Linked DNA regions of Ovis aries: region 2 is linked to region 1. A link is a contact called in public Hi-C data. All regions are on one chromosome and are shown on one strand. Each heading gives the region's core, a stretch centred on a gene start, on an enhancer-like site or on the middle of the called end of the contact. The rest is flanking DNA. Distances are from core to core; before and after follow the strand shown.

Region 1 (6,739 bases), core at 1,868-4,367:
GGTGCTTCCACGTGCCGAGCACTTCTCACACCAACCCCAAGATGTAAATACTTTAGAAGATCCATTCCACAGTGCGGTAAACTGAGGCTTAGCTTACCGAGGGTCACATAGCGGTTGCTGGCAGAGCTGGTATTTAGCTGACACCCACAGGCTCTTCCACTGCGGCCCACCACCATTACTGACCTTGACACTCAACCTGAGGCCTCTAATGGTGAAACAATGAAGACTCAGGATTCCAGCCGCTCCCTGTCCCCACAGCCCCCAGGAGGAGAGAAATTCAGGCTTCAAGAGGCCACACTGGCCCCGCTAACTCGGGGCACCCTACACCCCCATCACATCCTTCTCCTCCTGCTTTTTTGGCCTAGAACCTGAGGGCACACTGCCTCCTTTGAGGATAATTGCTTCCCCACCCTCCTGGCTGTCCAGCAAATACCCACTCTCCACTCCTAAGTCATCACCTCTTCGACCAGCTTTTATACTCACCCTGCATCTCCTCAGCCCTACAGAACCAACCAGTCTTCCCCATCCTCCACGCCCAATGCAGCCTGGCTGGGACCCTGCCTGGGTCCAGCCCCACTGTACTGTGTTCAGTGCGGTTTGTCTCCTTGGTGGGCTCCTTGAGGACAGAGACCCTGCCTTCATTTATCTCTGAATTGCTGGTGTGTACAGAATAAGCTAAGCAATATTTTAAAGCACATCTCCTCCCTCCCCAGAGCTGCTCATCAGCAGTTAAAACAACGGAAGAGCAGGACAGGCCACTGATCAGAAGGGCAGGAATTCACTGGTAGGTCTGCTCTGAAAATTAATAATGCCAAAGAAAGGGAATTTCCTGGCAGGCCAGTGGTTTGGACTCCATGCTTTCATTCATGGGGCCCAGGCTCAATCCCTGGTGGGGGAACTAAGACCCCATAAGCTGTGTGGCACAGCTGAAAAATGGCCATTCCCCCTAAGGAAAAGGCAATCTCTGCCAGTGGTTGTATTGAAAAATCCCACTGGTTTGGAATGATTAGGGATAAGAGATAAAAAGCTGGTCTGATTACCACTGTAACAAAGTTATACCACCCTCTGATGGGCTGGACGAGGCACACACAGGGCATCTAAGCCCATGAAGCATGCCAACTTCCAGCAGCGTAGGACCATCAAATAGACTTCCTCATCTTATTGACACTCTACTTTGCTGAGCAAACCTGCCTCCCAAGCTTGGCCTGAACAAGTGAGGCATGAGTTCTATATAGAGGGAGGTTATAAAATTTCTACCAGACCCCATCAAACTGAGCTGCCTCCACACAAGACACATTTTTTTGCAAGTAACCTAATGAGAGCAGATGCTGCTGCTGAGACAGGCCAGAGGGACTCAACACTGGCCTGCACAGACTTTAGCCACGATGTGGTAACCAGATAACCAGGGAAGCACCAGCACCCTTTTTCTACAGATAGAGAAAGGAAATGAAGCTGGTTCTCAAAACAGTCAGCCTTGAGCTTCATTGATACCTTGGGAAATGTCCCTACTAGGATGCGAGGCCCATCGCACTCTGAGAAATTATCTGTCCCTTCCACATGTACACAATGCGCTGAGAAAACGCCAGGCAGAGGGAAAGTTGCCTTTTCTGCTGCTCACTGTTTCTGACACCACACGGTCACTCAAAGACCCTGGAGTGGTCCCGAAAATCCCCAGATCCCCAAATGCCCTGTGCTCAGACATAACCCAAAGCTTTAGCCGCTGCCAAGAAAAAGAAAAAGAAAGAAAACCCCAGGAACACACCAAATCCATGTCCAACTCCTTTGCCCCTTGGAACAAAACCCATTGCAGGCGCACACAAAGCAGGGTAGGCTGGACAAAGGAGAGGCCAGGTCACACTCGACGAGGCGCTTTCTTGTCGTTTCCAAAACAGAACTGTCCTCTATTAAAACGCTCTTGTTGCTCGGATGTTGGTGCAGGAGGGAGGGGGCACAAATCTCAAAACAAAAGGCGAGCTGAGGCGGGAGGGGAGGCCCTGAGCGAGCTAGCGAGGGCGGCTTCTTCTCCCCGCACACTTCCAAGCTTTTGAATGCCCGCAGACCTCGGCCTGGAGCTGGCAGCTGTCTGTTATTATCCCGGCAACTCCAAGGGCCCCAGCACGAGGGAGTGCGTCCCGAGCAGGTGAACGCCATCTGCCTGGCTCTGACGAGATGCCCAGCTCTGTGCCTGCTGCTGCCAGCAGGCCACGGGGACTTCGGGGAGGTACGGCCAGCCTTCTACCCTCTCTCCGCCCATTCTTCAATGCTCAGCCCGGCTTTCTTCACGCTCCCCGGGGGGCTGCAGGCTCAGTCACTACCTGGCATTTATCACAGAGGGGGAGCTCTTTTAAAAAACACTTGGTCACCTTTCACAGAAAATTCAAAAGGCATTGAGAGTATGGAGGTTTTTTTCTGGTGGAGGGGGGTTAGTTTGCATAGAGTTGGGTATCCACAGGAAAACAGGGCCCATTGACACACCTTCCAGAGGTTCATTTGAAGAGGGGGCTTTAATTAATCTACAAAGAGAAAAAAAGTTTTCTACCTGCCTTTTAAAAAGCACTCCTTGCATTAGCTAACACAGTCCCAGTACACTCCAGCCCATTTCCTCCCACCCCGCTCTGGCTGTTTTAATTGGGGTAAGTGGTTCCCTGATGCCATCTACAAAGTACTAGTCCAGACCTTGGGGAGAACAAGAGCTAAGTGGAAAAGCGGGCCTGGAGCGGGCAGCATCCCTGATGGGAGTCGGAAGGAAGGCCGGGTATCGGGTCCAGCCTGTTCCTCTCCTGGGAAGAGGAGCATTCCTCCCCTTAACGGTGTTTTCACTGGCTAGTCCGTCAGACAACTGAAACGCCTGTAACGTGTGACAGGCAGGGCAAGGTGAGCCTGTCTGCCTGTGAGTCTGGGTCTCTGCACTGAGTGCTGATGGCAGCTAGAAGGAGCCAGGTCCCCACCCTCATCTCTCCAGGGCCTCGAGCAGCTTCACAGGTCTCCCAAGTCACATGTGCTAGGGTCTATTTCCCCCAACAACGACTAGTGACTAGTGACAACACCAAGGCCGAGACTCTGCCGGGAAAGCAAGGAGGGGACAGGCACAGGGAGAGAACGGGCCACCCCAGAAGGGGGCAGCAGAGGGACAGCCTGGCCCTGGGCAGCCCGGGCTCAAGGCAGAAACCCACCAACAGCTCTGAGTGAGAACCAAGGTCCTCTTAGGCTGGAAATATTCACGCGAAGGGGTGGGAAGGGCTGAGCTGGGAACGCGCTCTGCTTATGAACAATAGCCAGAAAGCAGCAAGGTGGTGTGGAGAACCTGGAGGGCAAAGCTGGGTCCAACCCCTACTGGATTCCCAGGCCCTGGGGGGCGTAGGGGCCAAGTGAAGGAAGATAAGCACCCTGCCTAATCTGTGGGGCTGTTGTGGGGCTCATGAAGGACAGGAGAGGCCGAGGGCTTGGAAAACTCTAAGGACCGTACCAACACGAGCCCCAAATTGAGGCTACTCTGAAGAACTTTCATCAGGAACACACGAGCCAGACACATAGCCACAAGACTAAGACGTGACCGCCGTGTCATACCCACCATCACCACAATTGCTCAGGGAGGGAGCTACAAATCAGTGGGCTGTGGAAAGCAGCCCAACTACCTTGAACCCTTCTAGGCCACCTCCACCCCTACTCCCGTGTCTGGTGCACACACAGGTCTGCAGCTAGAGAACGGGCCAAGTTACTGTCACTATGAGAAAGCAACAGGGGCACAAACACAGCCCTGGTGTCATGCTCCCACAGCCCAGGTTCTGCAGCCTCACACCTACAGCAGCCAGACCTCCCCCCGCCGCTGGTGGAGGCTCTGGACACATCTGTCTTAGCCTAAACCAACTGCTTCTCTCCAGCTCTCACTGGCCAATCGGCCTTCCTCATTCTTGTGCAACAAAGCGGCAGCCCACAGGAAAAAGGGCTTCGGCACACACCGCCAGCTCTGAACTTTGCAGTATTTCAAAGGAAAGGGAGAGTGTTTGGGGCAAGTGGTCAGAGGGGGCTTCCTTTTCCAAGGAGGGTGAAGCTTGCGGTGCGCCTGGAAGAACAGGCAGGATTTCACAGAGCACCTGAGAACCCTTTCCATTCACCCCTTCACAGACCCCACCCCAAGCAAACCAAGAGACGACCGTCCCTGTGCCCCTAGGCTGTCCCATCATGACATCACAGATCCTGAGCCCAGCGTTCAGACCAGACCAACCCCCATGCCCGGGGTGCCAGGGCTCATGACTGGCTGGTCCCACTTGGGGACAGTGTACAGCTGAAGCCTCTGGGTGTCCCTTCTGTTGGGAGGAGAGGGGTTGACAGCCCAGCTTCCTGGAAACATCTCCTCCACTCTGAATCCACTTTGGAAAGGCAGGCCCAGAGCGGGCGGAGGCCAGGGAGGGGCTGGGATGGGAACATCCTGTCTACAACAGAACAGAGTAGGGACTGAGGGCTGCCCACGTGTGCTTCAGGCTTTTTTTCCCCTTCATTGAGCAGGAAGTGTTCATTCGACCGACAAACAAGCATCTGGGGGTCGTGGTAGGGTGAGGGCAGTGAAGCCAACCTCTGATTTGTGGAAGTGAACAATCCAAGACAATGGGTGTGTGACAGCAGAGAAATCGGCTCCAGATGCAGGCCAGAGCCAGCTGCCCAGGGGCCAATCGGGTAATCAATCCTGTTGATATGTTTATTCTCAAAAAGAGGACCTGGGGGTGGGGGCTGCGGTCATTGCCGGTCAGACAATGGAAGGCAGCTGGGAGCAGGGTCCTATGACCCTCCCTCCTGCCTGCATGGTCTGTAGGTTGCACAGTTCTCTCCTGACTCAAGGCTTCCCTGCTCCCCAGCCAGGAAGAGGTTGGGGGTGGGGGAGATGACCACACCAAAGCCTGCTGTGTGCTGGTTTCTGACGGCCAAAGTCAAGTCCCCTGGGGTCCTGTGCAAAAGAGCGAAGGTTCAGATTGCCCCCTTCCCCCATGGCTGCAGGCTGCCCACTGCCTCTGTGCAGAGGTCTTAAGCGGATGCTCCTTAGGGTCAAGATAACTAAGTTTCCCTGAAACTCAGGGCAGCAGGCAAGCATGAACTCTGGGATTTTCACTTTCTAGGCTTGGAAGGTACCAGAGGGGCCAAGATGGAATATGTGGGGTGGGAGAGGCCTTGCCAGCCAGTTAATAAGGAGCAGAGTTAGGGCCAGCACCCAAATTTCCCCTATTTGAGGGCTCTTCCCAGGAGTTCTCAAAGAGAAGGAAAAGAGCACCCAGCCCAACATGTAACCCTAGACCCAGTCTCCAAGGGGCAACAGGATCACTTGGTTCTCTGGTGAGGGTGGGGTGGGTGACCACATCATGACAAACCACACCAACACAACGTGTGTGACACACCCAAAAAAGCTTTCCTGAGGACATACCATGTAGCACAAACTCCGTGGAGAAGCAGTGAATAAAAAGGACGTTCCACTTTGCAGACCCACAAGGAAAAGGGTGTAAGAACCCTTCTATATATGTCGCAGTGTGACCAAGAGCTGAGGTCCTCAAAAAACTAAAAGATTTGTTAAGTAGATTGTTAAATCGGTGGGACTTGGGGCCTGAAACCTCTAATCCTGCTCCCCTAGACAAATATTCTATAGCCTTACATTTTTCTTTAGATCCTTCGTAAAAAGGACCTTCAAAGGCTCTAGAGAGAAAGTCTCTGGAGTAGTAGAGACGACTCTGGAGTAGTAGCGCCTCATTAGGTAGTGAGCACCCCGTCACTGGCTGTATCCCAGTAGGGACTGGGGTGCTGGCTTCCAACATGCCTTCCCAGCATGGGAATTCCATGCAGTCGCAAGCCGGCTGAGAACAAACACTGGACAAGGCAGGGATACTTGTTGATCTGAGCAACCTTCCTGCTTGGTAAGGGAAGCCCCCGTCGCACAGGGAAGGGAGAAGGGAGTAGGGAGTCGAAACTCCGAAGAACAAAAGGACGGCAGAGCTTGTCACTCCGGCCCTGATCATCCATGGCACCGTCTCCAGCCATCTGTCACATCCTATAGAAACTCCCTGTGTGATTCTGTCTGCCTGGAGAGACTGCTGGCTCTCATCCATCTCCCCATCCCCACTGAGCCTGGTGCCCATGAGGCCCCATACATACTGTTGAACAGAAAGACGAACCAGGGCACTCCCAGAGCCTTCTTGTACAGAGGAAGCACCGGCTGTGCCCACTCTCGGGTCGCAGCTCTCCTGGTCTTCCTCCATCCCCCAGGGAACGGGCAACTCAGGCGGCAACACGAGGTCACGCCCGCTCTACCTTTGTTCCCTCCAGCCCCCGTCTTTGCTCTCTCCTGGGCGGCTGAGAATCCCTGGCCGTCAGGGGACAGAAAGGACTCACACCACGCTCCCCTTGGCGAGCGAGCACATCGCAGCTGGACTTGGTAGTTAGTACAAAAAGTAGGAAAGTCTGGGTTTTAAAATTTTTCATCTAGGGCAAAGAGAGACCTTCCTTTAAATACTTGTTTTATAATCCCCAGTCCAAGTAAAAGTGCAGTTAGAATAGCCATTTGTCTATTCGAGCATCAGCACACATCAAGGTGATGCTTTGGAAAATAATCTGGCAAAGGGACACAAGGATCTTGAAAGGAGAGGCTCATACTTTCTGACCTAGTGATTCCACTTCTGGGAATTTATTCCAAGGAAACCATCCAGAATGAAATGCGAAGATGTTCGCTGCAGTGTCATATATGATGGCGGGGTGCGGA
Region 2 (5,828 bases), core at 989-3,488, 150 kb after region 1:
TTGAGAGAGGGACTGGGCTGCAGCCAGCTCTCTTCTTGCTGGTTTCCTGTTTACTATTAACAGCTGCCCATCCCGCCTAACACACAAACGCCCAAGTGAACCTTGGTATGTTTTCAGACCAGCAGCTCAATCACAAACATGAAGCAGGCTACTTGAAATTTGCCTTCAGCTGCCTTGAAAATCTGCAGAGAGACCCCCTTTAATCCCTCCCTTGCTTGCACTCCCCAACTTTCTGCCTTCCTCGCCTCTCCTTGGAGGACATATGGCCCCTTGAAGTTTTTGTTTGCTTGAAGGGAGGGGAAAAACCCCCAAATACCCAGCTTCAGTGTGGAAGTTTTTTCCATTTTTAAAATATTATTAAGCATCAAGAGACAGAGCAATCTGCTTGCAGATACTATACGTGCATAATTAATAAAATCTCATTATTTATTTATAGAGACACACGAGGAACTGGAGAATTAGGGCTATCCCCATTATATATGAAGAGAGGGAGAGAAAGAGTGGGAGAGAGAGGCTAATACTTTTTGAATGTTAGAGCCTTCCAGAGAAGTGAATCTCTCAGTAGGCAATGAATAAGAGAAGGTATCTACTCCTCCTCAGAGTGGTGTTCCGAGCTAGGAAACACCAGAGAGCAGAAACCTGGTTCCGCTTAAAGAAGGAACGGGACCAGCTCGGTGCTCTAAGTGCCCAGGATGCCGGCTTTGGGTACTTGGCAGGAAAGCAGGAAGCACCGTGGAGGGCCTGGCGACAGGGAAAGAGCCAGTCCGGGGATTCTGAAGGAGGGGGACTTAGGCACAGAATCCCTCCCTGGTAGGTGGGGGTAGCAGTGGGCACGGTCACACCATGGGCACCACGTAAATTGCCCAGACACCGGCTGAGGTGAGCCCCTGGTTCCGCTGGTCCTTTATAAAGCAGGTAACGGTCACTGAAAGGGGGAGGGGGGGCTTTTCTAAATGCCAACTCTGCCCTTGGATCTCTGCATGCCAGATGCCCGGCCAGGGCCGCCAATATCAATAACCCAACTTATTATGTAACAGCCCCTGCGGCCAGGCAGGCAGGGGTCAGAGCCTCCCAGGCTTCTTGAGTTGGGGTGGATCTTCGCTCTCCCTGTTCTCTCTCTCTCTCTCCCCTCTCTCATTTTTTCTTGAGACATGCTTTAAAATAGAAAACAGGCTTGTGCAGTAACCAACCCCACAGAAAGGGGTAGTTTGGAGGGATGTTTTTCCCCCCCCATCTCCCTCAAGTGCAAGCAACTCAGGGAGCAGAACACTCAGTCTTCCCGGGGCGGTGGGCTCCGGCGGGGGGCGGGGAGAAGGGCTAGGGAGGGGGTCGGCTTGAGCAGCAGCCCCCGCAGGGTTACCCGGGCGCGTGCAGGGAAACGTCTCAGCAATTCCAGCGCCCAAGCGGAGCGCGCGGGGGGGGCGGGGGCGCGCGGCGCGGGGCACCTTGAAACCGCCGGCGGCCGAGCGCTGATTGGCCGAGCCGCCGCCTCGGCGTTCCAGCCAGGCGCCCCTCCCCCCGCGCCGTCCACCCCGGAAGGAATTTCCTCCTCTGGCGGCCGCTATTGTTGTCCGCCTTCGCTGTTTGGGTCGGATCGCGTAACCATAGTATCCAAACTGTGTCCGCGCGGGGCCCCAGCCTGGGACCCCTGTGCCCCCAGCCCCTGCAAGCCACCCCCCCCACTTTTTTTTTTTTTTTTTTTGCAGCCTACTTATCATGACTTCATCGGACTCCGGGGAACAGGAGAGGGGGATGGGGCGGGGGGAGCTGGCCCGCTCCTGGCGGCCCTTACTCCGAGATGTTTTCAATTATAATTTTTTTAAAAAAAGTCTGCTTTGTGGGTTCGGGGCTTTTAAATTCTTCCTACTCCCCCCACTTCCATTAAACCGTTGGACCAAACTTGAGTGGGATTTTCCCTCCGTTTCCCCTTCACCGTCTTCACCCTGAATTTGCTGCTCACATCTGAGGCTGGGGAGACAGCAGAAGTCACCCCCCAAACCCAGCCCCTCAAGCTCGGCCTGTGCCCCGGTCTCTGGGCCTGGGCTTGAGCTGGAGAAGGCGAGGTCGGACCCTGCAGCCCACACCCTCTACCCCGGGGCGCTTCCTGGCGGGGCTGGGGGACCCGTGGAGGAGGAGGTATGGGGGTGCATGCCTGCCAACCCCTTATCAAAGGGATGCGGGAGTGACGGGGGAAACAGCTGACAGGTTCTTGGGAAAACAAGCCTCCTCTCCCCTCAGATTCCTCCCTCAGATCTCTGAACACAGAGACATCCTAGTCCGCGCGAGCAGCCTGAGACCAATACCTGTTCTCTACTCCTGCGAAAAAACAAAAATAGAAGCCTTGTCCTTGCGAAATATTTTGCTGGGAGAGGTGGGGGGTGGGGGGGCCCTAGCAGTAAGTCCGCACCCGGGCTGTGGGCAGCGCGGGAGCCTCCGGGACTGGGGCTGGCCGCGGGGGGCGGTGTGTGTGCCGGGGGGTGTCAAACATTCCCAGAACTCAAGTATTCTCCCGGCGCCCGTTGGGGCGGGGGCAGCAGCTGCGGCGGCCCAAGTTCGGGGCAACACTGCCCCCTAGGGGCCACTGCAGTAAGTTTGCAGCCGGGGCGGCGAGGGGCCTTAAGGACGGAGTCAATGGTACCTGGGCAGGGGCGACAATAACTCCCCCGGTGACCGGTGACAGGCCTGAAGAGGGCTTCCAAGCACCCGTTCTAGGGGCGGGGAAGATGCGATGGTGAGGTTTTGTGTTTGCTCTAGAATCTAAAACTTTGGCAGAGTGGGTGCATCCTACTGGCTTCCAGTGGTGGAATGGCCTTTTAATATCAATGAATCTGGTACCCTTTTTGTGCAGTTGAGGAAACTGAGTCCCAGAGAGGGGAGCGATTTGCTCAGGGACATGGTTTTGCACCCAATCCTTCTGGGGTCCTGTGGCGTTTTTGAATTCACAGTCTTCCTTCATCCCTTAGTGGCTCTTGTAAACCTTGTAGAGAGGTTTATCAGAGGCAGTATAGGACATTTACAGATGAAAAATCAGTCCTACAGCGGGGTGAGAACTCAAGTCCCCTGTCTTTCAGTCCAGCTCTCTATACTATGGGGACTTGGAGGGACTTGAACCATAGACTCAACTAGCTGGCCAGCTCTTCATTTGGGGCGATGGCTGTGGTGCTCAACACCCATTCCTACCAGACCAGCCTGTAAGTGGCTGCTCCAGGCTGAGGGGCTCCAACAGAAGAGTGTGGGTCTGCTGAAACCTGAGTTGTAGGTTCCTAAACTGTTGCTGTCTCTGGGCCTCAGTTTCCCCATCTCTAAAATGGGGAGTGGGCAAGCAAGAGGAACAGAAAGGCATCTTGTATCTCCAGTGTTCAGAGCTGCTGTACTGCTTCTCCTTGTCTTTTGTCTGTCTCACCCTCTCTCCTCGGCTCTCCCTTGCTCCTCAGTTGGGGGTCGGCTGGGCTGGCTTCTTGAGCCCGCCCTTCCTCCCTTCCGGCAGGGCTTCTGCGGCTGCCCCTCCCCTTCCCTCCCCTCCTGGCTGGCGCAGAGCAGACTGCGGGAGGGAGCAGTGGGCAAGGAGCCAGCAGAGCGTCCAGTCAACCCCTTGGGAAAACAGGGTGTGTGTGTGTGTGTGTGTGTGTGTGTGTGTGTGTGTGTTGGGGAGGCATTGTCAGAGGTAGCAGCTCGGCTCAGCAGGGGCAGAGTCCCTAGAGGTTATTTGTGTCCAAGGTGACTGGTGTCCGAGCTGGCTGCTGGCCTCCTTCCTCTCTCCCTAGAGATTCGAGGAGCTGCACAGGGAGTCGTTTCCACTCCTCCCTCTCTCTTGCCGCCCACGAACAATCAGGCACCAAGTCTGGTCCTTTCTCCCCTTAAATATCTCTCCAGTTGTTCCCTTCTCCACATCTCTTAGCCACCATCTTAATCTGCCAGCTTGCTGGTATCCAGGGGGCTTGAAACTGGCCCCTCCACCAAGCCTTCTGAACCACAAAGCACATATTCCCGTGCTGCTTCTGTCTATGCCCTGCGTTTCCCTGCCCTGTGGATCAGCTGCAGGCTGGTGAGACCCTCCATGATCTAGGCCTTTCCACCTTGATCATCTCATTTTATTTCTCTCAGATGCATCTTTTGTGTCTTAGTGATACATGCGTGTGGGCGTCCCTGGTGGCTCAGATGGTAAAGAATCCACCTGCAATGCGGGAGACCTGGGTTCGATCCCAGGGTTGGGAAGATCCCCTGGAGAAGGGCATGGCAATCTGCTCCGGTACTCTTGCCTGGAGAACCCCCATGGACAAAGGAGTCCTTGGGGTCACAAAGAGTCGGATGACACTACATGTGACCTCCAGAGCCTGCCCTGCTCCTTAGACTTGCACAGGCTGTCACTGTGAGGTCCTGCCAGGGCTTGGAGATACTGAGGTGAACCAGCCTTCCCTGCAGAAAGCATAGTGGTATAATGATGGTTGGCAGAATGATGTCTTAAGAGAACTGTCACCCAGTCTGGGGGGAAATCAGGGAAGGCTCCCTGAAGGAGGTGATCCTTATGCTGAGTCCCAAGGGAGAAGTAGGAATTAGCCACATAAACAGAGCTAAAGGGGAGACAGTTCATTCAGGGAGAGGGAATGGCAGGAATAGGCAACAGCATGGGCAAGCGCAAGACATGAGGGAGCATGACCTTTAATGAAACCGAAGATGGCGTGGCGGAAATGTAAGGGGAGAGGACAGTGGGGAAGAGATGCGACTGGAGAGGGAGTCAGATCCGAGTGGTCCTTGTGTGCTGGCCTGAGGAGCTGTGATTGTCACATCCAGTCCCTAGGGAGCCTGGAGAGGTTGCTGAGCCCTGGGCTGGACAGCAAGGAGCTAGCAGACTAAGGCAGATAAAGAATAAACCGGGTCAGAGCAGAATGAAGAGATCCCAGTGAGGACGTTCTAAAATACACACCTGTTAATTCCTGCTCTCAACATCTTCCTTGGCTCCTTGCGGTCCTGAGGGGCAAGCCCTCTGCTTTGCATGGCATTCAAGGCCCTTGCTGGCCTCTGCAACTCACCACAGCAGAACCCTCATACTCCCATTACTCCCGCCAACTGAGTTATCTGCATTTCCCCCGATACGCTGAGTTCCCACCAACCGTCAGAGCAGTACCCACACCATTTGCTCTGCCTGGAATCCTACTGTCGTTCACCTGTTAATTTTTTTTTTTTTTTGACTGCGCAGCATTTGGGATTCTAGTTCCCTGATCAGGTATCGAACCTGTGTCCCCTGCAGTGGAAATGCAGTCTTAACCACTACCACCAGGGAAGTCCAACTGTTAACTGTTTCAAGATGCCTCTCAGGCATTACTCCCTCTGGGAAGCCCTCTTTTATCCCCAAAGCTGACCTGGGTTCCTCCTTTCAAACTCCATTGTTCCTTGTGCTTGCTTTTGTCACAGCATCTGTCTCAGTATAGTTTAATAATCCTTAAGAGAGAGACTTCGCCGGTGGCCCAGTGGTTAAGACGCCACACTTCCAATGCAGGTTCAATCTTTGGTTGAGGAACTAAGATCCTATATGCAGCCAAAAAAAAAAAAAAATCCATAGGAGGCTGTGTGTATGGGTCCTCAGTCATGTCCAACTCTTTGCAACCCCCTGGACTGCAGCACGCCAGGCTCCTCTGTTCATGGGGATTCTCCAGGCAAGAATACTGGAGTGTGTTGCCATTTCCTCCTCCAGGGGATCTTCCCAACTCAGGGATGGAACCTGCATCTCCTGCATTGGCAGGTGGGTTTTTTACCACTAAGCTGCCTGGAAAGCCCCAGTAGGAAGCTAGCAGCCTCCAGTTTTGGTTTTCCCTGAGTCTCCAGGCCAT

Evidence for each region. Hi-C and Micro-C count contacts between places; a contact is called where the count stands out from the background.
Region 2: a Hi-C map of hypothalamus shows a contact between it and region 1, with 6 times the contacts expected there. The contact joins two enhancer-like sites. A contact is called at or near these places in 7 of 16 Hi-C or Micro-C datasets (blood, hypothalamus, liver and 2 more).

Annotation. Positions count from the first base shown.
Region 1 is chr1:28,818,429-28,825,167 of ARS-UI_Ramb_v3.0, forward strand. The region is part of intron 4 of SSBP3 (single stranded DNA binding protein 3); the gene reads right to left. Among named protein-coding and RNA genes, the nearest start is that of SSBP3, 88 kb to the right of the region's middle. Within about 2 kb of position 3,118, at least 23 of the 54 cell types and tissues checked have an H3K27ac peak or open chromatin away from gene starts, as enhancers often do. A contact at or near this core is called in hypothalamus, where this site is marked.
Region 2 is chr1:28,967,658-28,973,485 of ARS-UI_Ramb_v3.0, forward strand. No RefSeq gene overlaps it. Among named protein-coding and RNA genes, the nearest start is that of ACOT11, 38 kb to the right of the region's middle. Within about 2 kb of position 2,239, at least 41 of the 54 cell types and tissues checked have an H3K27ac peak or open chromatin away from gene starts, as enhancers often do. A contact at or near this core is called in hypothalamus, where this site is marked.